Linked DNA regions of Oryzias latipes: region 2 is linked to region 1. Evidence: chromatin contacts called from public Hi-C data. All regions are on one chromosome and are shown on one strand. The core of a region is the stretch at or near the end of the contact, and the rest is flanking DNA. Distances in the headings are between cores, read along the strand shown.

Region 1 (3,766 bases), core at 356-2,855:
GTATTTACTTAAATTGGGGTCCCAGCTCATAAAACCCACAAAAACGGGATTTGAAAAAAATGTAAATACAAAAAAGAAATTTGACCAAATTTGCTGGGTACCAGTGTTTTAAACTGAGTTTCACCAAATAATCATCTACTACACTCAAAGCACATGTACAGGTTCCCCATTTGTCATTAAGTTTGATCAGTTTGGTCCTATTGTCTCAGTTTGATTCAATGTGGGGAAAACTTCAGACTTGAGAGCTATCCAGAAGACCATCATTGATTCCCTCTGTAGTCTCGGTAAGCCACAAAAGTTCTTAGCTAAGAAGGCTGGCTGTTCACAGAGCGCTGTGTCCAAAGCAGATCAGTGGAAAGACTAATGGAAGGGCAAAATAGGTCAAAAGAAGATGCACCAGGAAAAGAGGCGACCATGGACTTCTGTGGATTATCAAAAGGACAGGATTCAAGAAGCTGCAGACAGAGTGAATGAGGTGGAGGAAAAACTTAAAAATCCACCACATTCAGACAAATTCACAAGATGGGCTACAACTAATGATTTTGTAAGAGAACTAGACTGAGTGAGTGGGATGTCACCCATAGAAAATTCCTTACTTCTGGCTCCAGTGAAATGAAGTCAATTCGGTTGCCATTTTTCCATGGAGCCAAACAAAAGTGATTGGTCTAAGTGGATCTGAGTCAACGCTTCTATGGGAACTACTGTCACCAATCAGGAGTAAGCTTGTTTGAAGTCCACACCCTTTCTACTGAAAGCGGCTCAGGAGAATCTGTCAATCAGACCTTGAGGTGGGGGGCAGCCGGTACCACATGCTTTTATTGAGGCATCTCATTGGTCAGTTTATAACTTTAATAACGTGCGATAAATAAAAATATATATTAAAAAAATTTGGATTAGCGAGAATTATTTTTAGTTTGATTACATAAAAAAAAAATCCAATCTAATCCAAAACATGTTAAAAAGATGAATCAGAGCCAGAATGGTGATTCTAAAAAATAGAATTAGTAATAGCTGTTTATTTCTCAATAGAAGCCAATGGGTTTTGGCTTCTTGGAGGTAGTTCCTGACTTGAACACAAAGTGGGAAGGAATCACTCAGTCCAGTTCTCATATACAGTCAGTGGCTACAAACTGTTGGGTTCCTCGGGTCAAGTCTGATATGTCTATTTGTAGGTATAGATTTCTTTTGTTTGTCTTATTCAAGATTTTGTTTTGATTGCTTGAAATAAACCAATTGCAATTTATGATGTGATCAATGCATGACAGTAATATAGTCTTCCAATAATTGTTTTAATTTCAAATCAGTACTTTTTCTTTAAATGGGCCTAAGAACAAACAGTAATACTACAGATATTTTTTTCATTTATGAAGCACCAACCTAAATCCTTCAATAAGAGACATGAAGGTAAGAGAGTGCAGCTTCTTACCTCAGGATAGGACCACTCAGGGGAGTAGTCAGTGACCATGAAGAGGCGCCCCGTGGCCTGCAGCATCCCCAGAGCCCCCTGGGCAACAGCTGCAGAAACCACCTCTGCGACGTTCATGTAGGACAGCGAGCCTGCTTCCCCCGTGTTCCCTTCTGCCCCAGCCCTTCCCCCCAAAGACTGGGGACTGCAGCAGGGTTGGAGGCAGAGATCTGAGGGGCTATAGCCAGATCCTCTAGCGCCTCCATCCTCTTGGCCCTGCTGGGCGGGTCCACCTGCTGTGCTCTGATTTTCTGAGCTGTGAGACGTGACCAGCTGGTGAGCATATAGGGCCCCTGCAGTTGACATGGCAGTTCCACCACCGTCCACTGAGATGAAGTCATTAATCAGGTCAGAAAACTGGTTTCCAAATGATATGTCAAAATGGTCCAGACTGATCTCCATGCCTGTTCCTCCTGCTCCTCCATTACTGGCTGCTCCACTTAAGCTTTGGTGGGTTCCTACTGCGTTATACAGGCCTTGTACCATGTTTGTGCCTTGGAGTAGAGGCTGTAGCTGTTGTTGCTGCTGGGTGCGGTTGCTGCCATCGCTGTTGTTGTTTCCATTATGAATAGCTATTCCTTCACCTGTATTTCCTGTCCCCACCCCTCCACTGTCTGAAGCTTGTTGCAGGTAGTGCTCTGCTCCTCCTCCCTCTCCATTTCCAGCTCCACAGGTTTGAATATGATCTGCTGGCTTGAGCAGATTGTCAGCTCCACTCTCTGAGGCTCCAGCTTGACCTGAACCCACACTGCCAGGCTGCTCCAAACCAACCACCTCCTCATGCTCAGAGCCCAGTCCTGGAAAGCTGCCCTGGTACTGCAACAACTGCAGGGAGCCAGCCTGACCAGGCCCTTCTGTGGGTGAGCCTCCATTACAGTTGGTTCTGTGCTGGGCCTGATGAGCCTGATGGTGGTGATGAAGATGTCCATTGGTGCCGGTAGAGTCGGATTTCACCACCTGCAGCCCCATATAAACTCCAGAGTCGTGGGAGTTGTGCTCCATCATGTGTGTTTTCTGTCCCATGCCGGGCCTCCCTTGTTGATTCTGGTTGGGTTGAGAAGCATCCTGGAGGAAGAAGCTGGGTGAACGATTTTGGTGTTGCATGTGAGGACTGGGCAGGGCCTGACCGTAGGTCACCGTGGTAGCACCAGATGTATAGTCTTGCTTGGCATCAATGGCACTGAAATCCATCTGCTCCAAGGTAGTGCTGGGACTAAGAGCCCCGCCAGAGGGAAGCAAGGAACCTGCTGAAGTTAAACCAAGGTTGCCTTGGCCTGAGGTCCCACCAGATGACACAGAGACTCCACTTCCACAGTTTACCACTCCACCCACCTGGTAGCCACTCTCTTTGGCCAGATGCTGCTCAAAGGAAGTATCTTCTGTCTTGATGTTCTTCACGAGAGCTGAGCTGAAAGTGTACCCATTGTCCGACATGGTGGGAGAGCGCTGCAGATTTCCATTGGTATTACTGCTTCCCCCAGAAGAGGCTGAGGAGGAGTTGCCCTCTGTCTTCAGTGCACTGCCTCCATATGTCTGGCCCTGTTTGGGATTGTTTAGAAAGCAGTCCGGGTCAAAGTTCATGGTAGTCTCTGGGATCTTTATGCTTCCAGAGTCCAGACTGCTGCTTAGCACCAGTTCCTCCGATACCCCAGCTGTGGACAACATGGACAGATTATTTCCTGCTGTGGTTGTTCCGGGTTCCCCTACTCCTCCTCCACCAGGGAAGGCAAATTTGTGACGATCAGCATTCACAGACAGCACCAAGCCCTGTGAAGTGGCATCAGGACCCATCAGGTGAGGATTGGGACCCCCAGTAGGTGACATGCTGTAGACAGGGTCTCCAGGGACCTCAGACATAAACACACTTTGGGACAGGCTGGACATGACTGAGGCCACATGACTCATTCCTGTCACCACAGGGCTGTCTGCCATATCTGGATCACTGTTGAGGCCACTGCTGATGGAGACAGGGGAGTTCTGCGTGGTGTCCGGGACCTCCACCTGGTTGGTGGATGACACCTCTGTGCTGTTCTGATGCAGCAGGATAGGCTTATGGACTTTGCCATTGCGTTTCTCCCTGGCGCTGCCCCCTCCACCTCCACTCCCAGAGCTTTTGCTTCCACCATGGGCATTGTGCTCGGTCTTCCCCTCTGACACGTCATTGTTTTGGACCTCAGAGTGTGCATTGCTGTAGCCTCCAGAACGGGCGTCAACTTTTGGAGAGATGATGCGGTGTTTGGCGCTGTTACATTTGTGGTGTACACTGCTCCCAGCACCTGCATGAGAGCAAAAAAAAAACAA
Region 2 (3,766 bases), core at 489-2,988, 39 kb before region 1:
AGTTCATTTAGCGCCGGCTCTTCGATGAAAGGCGAAGAAGGACAAACCCCTGAGGAAACTGTAGTCGCAGCTACAATGTTCACCAAAACAAAACAAAAACCTGCAGTTTCCAGGCATGATAGAAAAACAGAAGTAAAGCGTCTTTCAGGCCAGACACTTTTCATCCGTATTCTGCTTCTTTGACATATTTATAGACGTCATTAATTGCTTTGTTTGTGCATTGGCCCTGCTCGATAAGGCGTGAAAATGCAATGCTGCACAGAGTTCCCTTTGTGTGTGCAAACAAGAGTGGATCGTTGAGTTATCTCTCCTGATTAAAAAAAACAGGGCCCATGCAGACCCACTTCTACCACATTCATTAGTGAGGGCTCAAAGGCTGAGTTAAGCATCTATATTCAGGACATTCCTCAGAAATTCCTAACTTATGAATGTTTTCCACTTCACACATGGGGAGGGGGGACTAGATCAGAGCTGCATAGAAACTAGTAAGTAAGCGACATGCATACATTTTGTATTTTTTTTACTGCAATAAATCATTTTGTTGGCATGAAGAAATTAGATTTAATTTAAAAAAAAAAGTTTGCTATGGTAACTGTCTTGCAGCTGTAGCCTGATGGCACATTTTCCCAGCCATCCCAGCTTTATCTGCACTCAGCATACCAGTCGTGTCAATGATAACTGTGTACAGCTGAAAAACAAAGCCTGAGTGTGGAAAATTCCCTCCCTCCTCAGCTGTCCTGTACCTGCATGTCCCAACTCCTCCATGTCATGTGCAGATCCAGACTCTCTGCTGCTGCTGCAGGTGCAAAATTAAAAACACAAACCTCCTATGACGCTTATGTGATTTAATTAAACGTTTTTATTTTTTTCTTCTTGCTGACAGCAGAACACACCATTACGCACAGTTTCCGTGCACGTGAGGGTCTGCAGGACAACTTACCCTCGTGGACACGTGGAAGGTTGGATTGGTCGATCTCCAGTTCTGCCATCTCTCTGCGCCTGGACTCACTGCTTCATGACTTCACAGAAGACCCGGACACAACAGAAGCGGGCTGTTCAAACACGGAAATGGGTTTTCAGAGCCAGGAAAGTCTGAGAAGCGGGTTTAAGGGTTATCTTCTGACATCAGCAATAACTTCAACCAGTGGAAGTTTAGTTAATGAGGCTGCAGCCATGAGGCTTGTAAACAAAACATCAAACCTGAAGCAGGTATATCGACTGAAGTACAATTACCAACCTGTTCCTGACTCGCTGCACTGTTTTAGGCGTCCCACGCGCAAATTTCCCTTGAAAAGTTTGTGGAGAAACAACAAAAACTCCCAAAAGTGCACTTTTATTCTGTTCCTTCCTCTTTCCTTCTTCGCTTTGTCGCTAATTTGCTTCTTTGCTAACAATCCAAAATACCGCAAACGCGATTCCCACTTCAGACGAGTTTCCCTTTTACGAGGAAAACTACACGAAACGGTCGTGTTTTTACCACAACAGAAACAAAGAGCCTTCAGCTCGTGGTGGGAAGTCAAAGTTAGCCCACAGACTGACGCTTCAGCTGCTCCTTCTTCATGAATCCTACTCGGCAGCAGCAACAGCGTGGGCGGGCAACTGTGCTGCGTTCATGGACACATTCAAAGCTCAAACGTAGTGCCATCCGTGCCACAACTTTCAAATCCCGTTAAAATGTAAAACATGCTGCCATAGTTTGGATTCCTAAATGATATAAAGAAATAAAGACATAATGGTGATACTCCAGGATCAACCACTTACTGTAAACAAAGAGAGAAAAATACTACGTAATACTCATGATACATGTTCTTTGAATGAATGGAAACATTTCCATGAGCCCTTGAAAGCAGCACACAGCCTAATTTTCATGGTACTTGCGATCATCTGCGGATAAGTCTGTAGCTGACTGTTTATTCACTTTTGCCTTATTATTTCGACGATATAATGTTTATCAACACATTACATGCGCATGGTAAATTTTTTTAAAAGAAACAAAAACATATAATAACCCTTTATTAAGTTGACAAAGCAATACAGTTGTATAAGTGTTTTACATTGTTCAATAAAATTTTAAGAACACTGTTTCTTAAAAGTTTCTGTATAAATAACCATGGATAAATAAATTAAGGTGTTAACCCTTGTGCTATCTTAGATGAGCCCACCCTTACATTGACGTGTTATTCCTACCATGACAAAGGTGGATAAACTAAGGTGGAAAGATTTCATTGTAATCCATGGACACCAGTGAAGATCACAAATCATTGAAGAAAAAAGGTTCAGAGCACTGTCTAGTGGGTCTAGATGACCCAACTCCCAATGTTAAAGTGCCTAGGAAAGCACAAGGGTTACAGTTGTCTAACTTGGTAGAAATCTCCATTAATTTCAAAGTTTATCGCGTAAAAGCTCCTCAGTTACATTTCTTAAATGTAAGGTTGCCCTCTAGTGGTTGTGTTGATGAACGACAACAGAACTGAGGATTTGTATTTGATCACAAAGCTCGATCAATGGAACCAGGTGAAGAAATTATCAGTAAAAAAAAAATAAAAAATGCAGCCAGAGCTCTGTTACAAAGCATATAAATATATGTATGACTCCACTTTAAAGAGATTGCTTTATACCATGTTGTTTTTTAAATTTTACATCTTTTAAATGTTTTTTTTGTCTTGTTTTTGATCCTGCCTTTATACTGGTGAGGCCAATGATGTTATAAACGTAGATCTCTCTCTGCTATTGTACTATAGAATTTACATAAGCTGCAGATGTATTAGATTACTTTAGTTGAAAAGAAAGGATCAAATTACGCCCTCGTCGTTACACTGCCATTTCCACCCATGCTGCCACAACAAAACCCTTGTTTAGGCCAAAGTAAGTTTTCCTCTGCATATGTTAAATAAGAGCAAGAAAAACAAAGTCTTTTTAAAAATGAATGATCTTGTTTATCCCTTGTGCTATCCTAGGCACTTTACCATTGGGAGTTCGGTCATCTAGACCCCACAAGACAGTGCCTTCCTTTCTCTTTCGGCTTTTCCCATCAGGGGACCCCACTAGACAGTGCGCTGAACCTTTTTTCTTCAATGATTTGTGATCTTCACTGGTGTCCATGGATTACATAAAATCCTCTTCACCTTTATCCACCTTTGTCGTGGTAGGGATAACACGTCGATGTAAGAGTGGGGTCATAGGATAGCACAAGGGTTAATGGTTTGACGCAAATTTTGTTCGTGCTTTTTTTGGTAAATGGGAGCACTGAACCTGGTGATAAAACAAGAACAGATCCAAGTAATTTAATGTGTTTCATCAAAATGATTATCTGTTTGTTTACAATATGCTTGCATAATTTGCAGTGACACCACTTAAGTGGAACCCAGAGACCAAACAATGTCAACAACCAGGTACAATTACATGTACCAAAAATATTAGATGATTAGAGATGATCATATTGCTATGATCTTTTAAAGTTGTATTGATGATGCAGAAATCAAAAGATTGTAGTTGTTTACATTATTCTGAGAAAAAATAATAGCAAAAATGGAAGTGAGGACTGAGGAAAAGCAGATAAAAATGCACACCTTCTGTTTATTAGCTATTTTTATTTATCATCACTCAAATAATATGCATCATTGTCATTTTCTGTCATTCTTTAACTTTTGGATTGGACATAATATAATATGAAACCATTACTATCATTTTTTATGTTTCACTATCTACGGTAATCACATCTCACTGATTAGATCAACCCTCTGACCTGACAGAAGTGGAATTGCTC

Evidence for each region. Hi-C and Micro-C count contacts between places; a contact is called where the count stands out from the background.
Region 2: a Hi-C map of embryo shows a contact between it and region 1, with 2.3 times the contacts expected there. The contact joins the promoter of LOC101168461 here to the enhancer-like site in region 1. A contact is called at or near these places in 3 of 5 Hi-C or Micro-C datasets (embryo and gastrula embryo).

Annotation. Positions count from the first base shown.
Region 1 is chr7:20,887,115-20,890,880 of ASM223467v1, reverse strand. LOC101168211 (calmodulin-binding transcription activator 1-like) reads right to left here. Exons shown (of 19, transcript XM_023956778.1): 9 at 1,427-3,741. Among protein-coding and RNA genes, the nearest start is that of LOC101165144, 36 kb to the left of the region's middle. Within about 2 kb of position 1,605, at least 1 of the 8 cell types and tissues checked has an H3K27ac peak or open chromatin away from gene starts, as enhancers often do. A contact at or near this core is called in embryo, where this site is marked.
Region 2 is chr7:20,926,268-20,930,033 of ASM223467v1, reverse strand. LOC101168461 (trichohyalin) reads right to left here and starts at 1,738. Exons shown (of 13, transcript XM_011477459.3): 1 at 1,238-1,738; 2 at 941-1,052. The coding sequence starts at 989.